Linked DNA regions of Canis lupus: region 2 is linked to region 1. A link is a contact called in public Hi-C data. All regions are on one chromosome and are shown on one strand. The core of a region is the stretch at or near the end of the contact, and the rest is flanking DNA. Distances in the headings are between cores, read along the strand shown. Region 1 holds the start of POLQ (DNA polymerase theta). Region 2 holds the start of GOLGB1 (golgin subfamily B member 1).

What was found. Hi-C and Micro-C count contacts between places; a contact is called where the count stands out from the background.
Region 2: a Hi-C map of blood shows a contact between it and region 1, with 4 times the contacts expected there. The contact joins the promoter of GOLGB1 here to the promoter of POLQ in region 1. A contact is called at or near these places in 3 of 9 Hi-C or Micro-C datasets (amygdala and blood).

What each region holds. Positions count from the first base shown.
Region 1 is chr33:25,474,444-25,479,043 of UU_Cfam_GSD_1.0, reverse strand. It overlaps POLQ (DNA polymerase theta), which reads left to right and starts at 2,132. Exons shown (of 30, transcript XM_038582983.1): 1 at 2,132-2,421; 2 at 3,116-3,295. The coding sequence starts at 2,244.
Region 2 is chr33:25,656,705-25,661,304 of UU_Cfam_GSD_1.0, reverse strand. GOLGB1 (golgin subfamily B member 1) reads left to right here and starts at 2,588. Exons shown (of 21, transcript XM_038582998.1): 1 at 2,588-2,739.

The sequences.
Region 1 (4,600 bases), core at 883-3,382:
CAAATATGGCTCTGAGTGTCTCAGGTCATTTTACTACTTCTTTATCTTTACAAAACATCAACTCAGAGATTAAAGTGGCCCAGAATTGGTACGTCTCCCAGGTAACTGGCAGAAATATGTGCAAATATTTTTTTTTCTGGAAGACTTTATTTATTTATTTTAAATAAACCCTTATTTTTAAGTAAACACAGTGGGGCTCAAACTCATGACTGGGAGATCAAGAGTCACATGTTCCACCAACTATGTCAGCCAGGCATCCCCTCTGGAAGATTTTAACTCAGATCTTGAAGAATTACAAATAAAAATAAAATCCCAAGGAACACAAGCTCAGACACAATTAAAAGATGGGGAATACTTCTGGCATAGTAGCATTGATTATTACAATATCTGTTACCATAACAAAATTTTAAAATATTTTGGAAAAGTAGCTTTCTTTTCTCTACTTTTCTGAGTTTTTTTTTTTTTTTAATTAGAAACAGATGTTGCATGTTTGAAATAAACTGTAAATTTGAAAATATTCTCTAGACTTCTTACTGGGATGACAGTAACTATTCCTTACATTTTATTCCTAATTATGTTCCTCATTTGATCATAGTTCACCTAATAAAAATAGTGTGAGGGATCCCTGGGTGGAGCAGCGCTTTGGCGCCTGCCTTTGGCCCAGGGTGCGATCCTGGAGACCTGGGATCGAATCCCACGTCAGGCTCCCTGCATGGAGCCTGCTTCTCCCTCTGCCTATGTCTCTGCCTCTTTCTCTCTGTGACTATCATAAAAAAAAATAGTGTGAGATCTGTGAGATTTTTTTTTTAGTTTATTTTCCCTTAAGATGCAAGATTTACATGGGAAGCAATATTAGAACGTTTAAATATCACTTCCTTCCAATAGTAATTATTATGTGGAGGGCACTGTTCTAATGCACTCTATACATAATGACTTATTTAGTAAGTCACATGGCTCACTGTTATTATTAATATTATTAATAACTACGTGGTATACTATATTATGCCTATCATATACACACAAGAAAGGAAGCACAAAGGGCTTAAGCAAGTTGCCCAAAATCATACAGCTATTAAGTCTTCAAACCCGGCCTGTTGGCTCCAGATGTGCACTCTTGACTTGTATGCTGTACTGCATCTCAGAAAGTTCTTGCACGACTACAATGTAAATTAGGAGTCCTCACTCTTCCCTTGATCTCAGTGTTCATTTCTGCCTGAACACTACTAGTACAATTTAAAATTATTAATGTGTCTCCTTCTCTATATTCTTTCTCTTTTTTTAAAAAAAAAAATTAAAGATTTTATTTATTTATTCATGAGAGACACACAGAGAGAGGCAGAGACACAGGCAGAGGGAGAAGCAGGCTCCATGCAGGGAGCCCGACGTGGGCCTCGATCCCAGGACCCCGGGGTCACGCCCTGGGCCAAAGGCAGGTGCGCCAACCACTGAGCCACCCGGGCGTCCCTATTCTTTCCCTTTGAGAGCAGGACCCATTTCATGCCATTTCCCTTCCATCTACCCTGATGGCCAGTACACAGAAGGTGCTCAATAAATGGTCGAAGAACGCAGGAAAACCGCATAAAAGAGGACGAGGAAAAATGTTTCCTCCACGGAGCAATGTCTCCATCTTGTGGAATTTTTAGAACATTGCCATTCGAAAACATTTTAAAAATGAAGACCCTCGTTTTTTCGCAGAATTAATTCCCAAATGCTATCTCCCAGACTTGTGCTGTGGGGATTTGCACCATAATCTGCAATATATATATATATATATATATATATATTTTAAATACCAATACGTTAAGAAGAGTCACATCCCTGAGCTACCTATTACGGGCAACGCATTGTATGGAGTCAGCAAATCTTGCTATTCAAACCAGAAATGGACAAAAAAGAAGGTGCTTAGGCCAGGCTGATGACAAGTTCGGGCCATACCTACAGAGCCGTCCGCCCCCCGGCTCGGTCCGCGTCCCTCGTTCTAGGCGCATCCCGGGCCCACCTGCCAACAAGGCGACAGGCGGGAGGTCCGAGACGCCGGCGAGGGCCGCTCCTTCCCCACGACTCTATGGTTCTCAGGGGACTCTCAGCCCCGAGCGCTCTATGGTTCCGGCGTGGGCTGGGAGGCCGGAGTTTGAAAGCCGTGGCGGGAAGATGGCGGCCGCACCTGCCGCGGGGCCCGGTTGCTCCGGAGCGGGAGGACGCTGCGGCTGTCGCTTTCCCTGAATCGCCAAGAAGACTTCGCGATGAACCCTCCGCGCCGGAGTGGGAAGCGGCGGCGTTCAGCCTCAGGCTCGGACTCCGTGTCTGGGAGCGGCGGTGACGGCAGTGACGGCCTCCTGGCCCCCCGCGGACCGGTGCTCAGCCCACCCCCGGGCCTGGGACGCCGCTGCGGGGACCGCGGGCGGCTGGCCGCCGCTGCAGGTACTCCCGGGCCCTCCGGGGGCCGCGGGCCGCAGGGCTAGCGGTTACCGTCCGCGGCTTGCGTGATTGCACAGCCCCCTGGGCGTCTACTCCCGTTCCCGGCTTGTGACTGGCCTGCTGCGGCCGGTCTCTAAGTTAGGCTATGGACGTGCGTAGTGGGCGACAGCCCGGTGATGCTATTCAAGCGTCGTGTGGGTCTTTGGAGCTCTACGGAGACGACTTCCTAGTTGGCCAACTCTCATCACCTGTGTGTGTGTGCCGGGGAGGCTCCCGCCTAATGGCGCCCGGTGCTCCTTGCAGATCCCTCCATTGGAAGTGCTTTATGTCACCATCTGCGTTATCTGGCCTCGGCCCCACACGGAGGTATTTCAGAATACAGTGGAAGACTGACCGCCGAAGTCCTATATTAGAATTAGGTTCAACTATTTTCTTTTTTAGTTTTTTTTTTTTTAAGATTTTATTATTTTATTTATTCATGACAGACACACACACACACACACACACACACACACACACACACACGCACAGAGGCAGAGACACAGGCAGAGGGAGAAGCAAGCTCCATGCAGGGAGCCCGACGTGGGACTCGATCCCGGGTCTCCAGGATCACACCCCGGGCTGAAGGCGGCGCCAAACCGCTGGGCCACCCGGGCTGCCAGGTTCAACTATTAATTACCTTTTCCTTTCCTGAAAGGGGAATGCAGGCAGACGGTTGCTGACGATGGAACAGACCAGCTGCTGTTGGCCAACTGGGGACTGCCCGTAGCGGTGCTGGAGAAGTATCACAGTTACGGCGTAAAAAGGATGTTTGAGTGGCAGGCAGAGTGCCTTTTGCTTGGACAAGTGCTGGAAGGAAAGAATTTGGTCTATTCAGGTATTCAAGTTTGTGCAGATTAATTTCTGTACTATTTTTAAAGGCATGAATATTAAAGGATACTCTGGAGGTAGTTAAGTAGTTTATTTATTTTTTTATTTTTATACTTTTTATTTACTTATGATAGGCACACAGTGAGAGAGAGAGAGGCAGAGACACAGGCAGAGGGAGATGCAGGCTCCATGCACCGGGAGCCCGACGTGGGATTCGATCCTGAATCTTCAGGATCGCGCCCTGGGCCAAAGGCAGGCGCCAAACCGCTGCGCCACCCAGGGATCCCAGTTAAGTAGTTTAAAAGGTAGTAGTTAGGAGGTGGTTTTAAAAAGCGGATGAAACAGTACTTTATAACTAGAGAAAGTCTTAAAATCTGAAAAATAGAGTCTCATCGTATGCATGTTAAGATTATGCAAAATTCCATTATATTGGTGGGAGTGGGGAGCAAAAACGAAATTTATTATTTATTTTACTTATTCATGAGAGACAGAGAGAGAGAGAGAGAAGCACAGACACAGGCAGAGGGAGAAGCAGGGGGGAGAAAGAGAGAGAAGCACAGACACAGGCAGGGGGAGAAGCAGGCTCCATGCAGGGAGCCCGACGTGGGACTCGATCCCAGGTCTCCAGGACCACGCCCTGGGCCGAAGGCGGGGCTAAACCGCTGCCCAAACACAATTTAAAGAGAGCTGTTCTGCTTGCCATTCCTCTCAACAGACATGTCCCAGGATGAAGTTGCAAGGGAGATAGAAATCTGCTCTTCTTCCAATTGATCTTAGTTGTGCTTTACAATATTTGAACATTCTACATTATATATTTATACATTGACCTGCTTATACAGGGTTGTATACATGAAACCATAATTTACCTTAGAGAAGACTTCTATAGGCTTTCGAGGTCAACTCTAACAAAATTCATACTTTTTAACCTTTTTACTGTACTGACTTTGGAACTTATCTTTTGATAAGATGCACTTTTCATCAGTTTTTTCTGAAGTTGTGAGTCATCCAGATTTTTCGTTATGGCTCAGCAAATAGACAGTTATCCTTAGGTATAAGGGTTCAGGCTGTGAAGTCAGATTGCTTGGGTTTGAAAACTGTAACACTTGCTGCCTGTGGTAATTCATAGAGAGCGTATTAATAGAAAGCATGGGAGAGTGCTTAGAACAGTTCTTGGCATGTAGAAAGTACATAGTAGGTGCTAACTGGTGTCAGTGGTAGAATGGCCTGACCATTTCAACTGCTTAAACCAGAACCTGAGCACCATTCATCCTCTGGTCACCGGCTTACATTACTCACTAAGTCCAATGTGTAT
Region 2 (4,600 bases), core at 1,339-3,838, 180 kb before region 1:
ATTTTAACATTTATTTGTATAGTCATACATCAGATTCTTATGAATTTAAACATTTGTTCATTTAACAATTATTTATTGAACATGTACTCTGTTGAAGATATTACCCTCAGGTTGGAGAATACATTAATAAATGAGGCTGTATGAAAGTTTTAGGGTAAGTTTGTATTTGGCATAAGGGAAGGTGAGAATGAGGAAGAAAGAACTGGAAAAAAGAAGACCAAGAGGGAATTGGGCAACAGTAAATCAGAGAGGATGTGATATTTCCATCTCCCAACTTGTTTTCATTGCACTCTTAATTGAGGAATGGTCACTCCATAAGGGATAAATAACTGAATGATGGTAGGCATCTGGGATTTCTGCAGCTTCTAGTGTTCAGAATATCCAAACCCCTTCCACAAAAAAAAAAAAAAAAAAAAAAAAAAATCACACACTACTTCGTGATCCACTTCTTGTCCACCAGTTCAAATTATTCATGTCATTCCCTAGTCCATGCATATGCTGCTCCATTTGCCTCCACTGCTCTTTTCCCTCTTATCTGATGGGTCAACTCCTAATTATCTTTTATTTTCTTGAATACTCTCTCAGGGCCTAAACTGCTTCCATTAAATTGCATTCTAAATTATTTCCAGTCTTTCAGTGCTCTTTAAAAAAAAAAAAAACCTGTTTAGCTCTTTAACCTCCACCCAGTATTATACCTTCATTTTCCTAGTGTTCACTGTAGTTCTCACTGAATGACCCAGTCTGTGCTGACCCAAGAATGAAATGCAGGGCCCTAAGATCTACTTACGATACAGACAATTTTCTAATCTCTTCTCCTCTAAGAAGATTTCATTATATTAAAACTAGATCTGTTCTAAGGCTGAATGTGGAAACAAGGAAGTAAGGAGAAAGACAATGTTTGTGTAAGGGAGTAACTATTTCAATAGGACCCCAAGCAGATGGTTTTGATTTTCTCTGAGACAGAAGTTCATCTATCTGCTCCGAATGTGAGGAGGGTGTTAAAGGTTTGAATAACTGTTTTATTTTTTTTTAAAGATTTTATTTATTCATGAGAGAGAGAGAGAGAGAGAGAGAGAGGCAGAGACATAGGCAGAGGGAGGAGCAGGCTCCACGCAGGGAGCCTGATGTGGGACTTGATCCTGGGACCCCAGGATCATGCCCTGGGCCAAAGGCAGGCACTCAACCACTGAGCCACCTAGGCCGTCCCAAGTTTGAATAACTGTTGTGGGAAATGGGGGAGGAAGCTGAGTACACACAAAAGATTTGGAGTATGCTGAGGATGAAGTTGGAAACTGAGTATGTAAAATACGTTAAATTTTCTCCTGCAACATGCTGCACTTTGAAGGTACAAGTGAAGACTGGTGGTTGCACTGATCCAGGCTTTGCTGGGTACTGGTAGTCAGCAATGTGAGAATATGATGTACTGATGCAGTACTGCAGCTTTGGCATTTGATAGTTACTTCATTTTTATTTTATTTTATTTATTTATTCATGAGACACAGAGAGAGAGGCAGAGGGAGAAGCAGGCTCCATGCAGGGAGCCCGATGTGGACTTGATCTGGGGCCTCCAGGATCACACCCTGGGTGAAAGGCAGGCGCTAAATCCCTGAGCCACCCAGACACCCCTTGATAGTTACTTCAAATCCTGGCTCTGCCCCTCATTATGTGAATTTGTGCAAATTCTTTAATCTTTTCAAACCTTACTCTATCCAGTATAAAATGGTGATAATCGTATGTACTTCCTAGATTCTAAAGATACTGAGTGGCCTACCGCGTACTATTCTTGGACCTGTAAATACAGCTGAGACCAAAAGATAAAAATTCCTGTCTTTTGGACATAATAATGTAGTGGGGAGAAAACAAAGATTCAAAAGGTGGCAAAGTGGGCAGCCCGGGTGGCTCAGCGGTTTAGCGCCTGCCTTAGGCCCAGGGCGTGACCCTGGAGACCCGGGGTCAAGTCCCCCGTCGGGCTCCCTGCTTGGAGCCTGCTTCTCCCTCTGCCTGTGTCTCTGCCCCTCTCTCTCTCTCTCTCTCTGTCTCTCATGAAAAATAAATTTAAAAACAAATTTGTTAACCCGGTTCTCATTTTTCATAGTAAAAATGGAAAGATCGCATTAGACGACCTCCTTCCTCGCTGATTCTAAGAGCAAGCCCCCTACCCCCACTCCCTTCTGCAACAGCTCATCCAATCCTGTAACACCTGGTACCCGCAGTACGGGGGATCCACTAAAGTCCAAGCCCGCCGTAACCCGGCTCAAGGACCGTCCACACTGCAGGGAGACCGAATCCCCGCCCCCCCAGCAGCCCAGTCGCTTCCCCTTCCCACGGCTTAACACCTGACCCCCGCCGCTGCACGCACGCACGCCCTCCAGGCATTTCCGGTTACTCCGCGGATCTTCTTCCGGGGCACTCGCTCGCGTCTGCGCCGCCCCTCCGCCGCTGTTTAGAGGCCATTGATTGGCTCTTTCTTTGAGGAAGCCGAGCATTTCCCGGCGCTGATTGGCTTCCGTCATTGTTGATGGGTTAGTTACAAACAAGGCGTGCCTGGTCTCCGTGGTAACGCCGTGCCGATAGCCCTGATTGGTCGCGGGCCTAATCCCGTCTTCCGTCCCGACTGCGAGTGGTTGAGTCCCCCTGACGGGGCGCGGCGGCGGTAGGTGCCGCGCACGGGATTCCCGAGCTGACGTGGCTCGCGTTTGGGAGGGGGCCCCCGGTGCCTCCGGCCGCACGCTCTCCCAGGTGAGTCCTCCCTTCCTTGAGTCCTTTAACGGTCACCCCCGTCCGCGGGGGCCGCCGCCGAAGCGGCCACTCTCGGGTCCCCTCCCTGCCCGCTCCTCGTTCCGATTCCGTCCGGGATCCGGCCCTACACACGCCTCCCTTCAACCCACCAGGCCTAGTTCTGGCGGCTCACAAGCAAGCGGGCCCCGTCGCAGGGCTTCGTGGGCTCTCCCCGCGCGGCCCGCCCCTTGCCCAGGACGTTTCTTCTCCGGGAGCGACGGAGACGGCCGTCTGGTCAGTCCTGTCAGTTCGGCCTCGCTGAGGCCGCCGCGGGTACGCAGCAGGCTGACGTCGGGGAGAACCTGCCCGCCCCTCCCCCTCCCCCTCCCCCACCCCCCGCGGCGCTCAGGCCCTAAACAAACTTAGTTTCCGGAAAGGGAGGCGGGACCCAAAGGAGTCCAAGCTCTGGAAGGCGGAGATGACAGAAAACGGTGACGACGGATAGAACACCAGAGGGGGCCTGTCAGACGATCCTGCGTAAGGACGTGCTGGCGAGATTCGGAGACCGGAACGAGCTCGGCGGTGCCATCCGCACGACCCTCCCAGGAATCAGAGGTGGGCGGGCCGTTAGAAGAAACCAAACCCCGAAGAAAGTTCTGGAGGAAAGAGCAGTGGATTTGGTGGTGTGGAGGATGCCCCTCTGCTGAAGGGGAGGGCTGTGTCGGGGAGACGGGAGGCTGAGTCCCCTGACCAAAGAGGAATGTAGTTGTCTGACTTATTTAAGGAGTTCCAGTTGGTCTGTGGTGACAGGACGGCTTAGGTGAGGGGCAGGGATATTTAGAGTCACTGGGTCAGTCCTTGGGCCTGTGGCGGTAGTTGGAAGCTTTCTGAGCTTTTGAAGAATCTTAGAGGGCAGCCCGGTGGCTCAGCGGCTGAGCATCTGCCTTCGGCCCAGGGCATGACCCCGGGGTCCCGGGATCGAGTCCCCCCCCCCCGTCGGGCTCCCTGCATGGAGCCTGCTTCTCCCTCCGCCTGTCTCTCTCTCTCTTTCTCTCTCTCGTGAACAAATAGATAAAATCTTTAAAAAAAAAAAAAAAAGGTTAAAAAAAAATAAAAGAGCCTTACAGTTCTTTGAGAGATGGCAGTGGAGAACTCCTCAGAGAAAGGCCCAAGAAGGCCTTTCCAGAAACATAAAGTAACTAAATCTCTGCGGTTCAGAATGACTATGAAGAGTCAGACCTAGGTTAAGTTGGAAATGGCAAGCTTTGGTCGTGGAATAGACACAGGAAAAGTTGAAGAGGCCTAAAAAGTTGCAAATCTTATACACCGATCGTTTCAGGGCTTTTCCGTTTTCATCCCTTATGACCGGGGGATGAACATCGAAATAATGCGCCTGTCTTCCCTGCGTGACATGTGACCACATCTGTAGTTCCCAAACATTTTTTTTTTTTTTTTTGCAAAAGCTATTAGTAAAACATTTTTGAGCAAGCATATCCCAAATATATTTAGTTATGGATAACGGTGTACATAGCACAGTAAATGTTATATACAAGATCATATTTTTTATGATTTTATTTATTTATTCATGAGAGACACACAGAGAGAGAGAGAGAGAGAGAGGCAGAGACACAGGCAGAGGGAGAAGCAGGCTCCAGGCAGGGAGTCCGACGTGGGACTCGAACTGGAATCTGCAGGATGATGCCCTGGGCCGAAGGCGGCGCTAAACCGCTAAGCCACCCAGGCTGCCCTACAAGATCGTATTTAAAAAGATGAAAAAAAAATTCCTGCCTACACTCTAGACACTCCCAACCCAATTTGGGGACCACATAAAGTCGTTTACTTAATTTACAAGAAGGCTGTTTACATTTCTAAGGACCTTCAG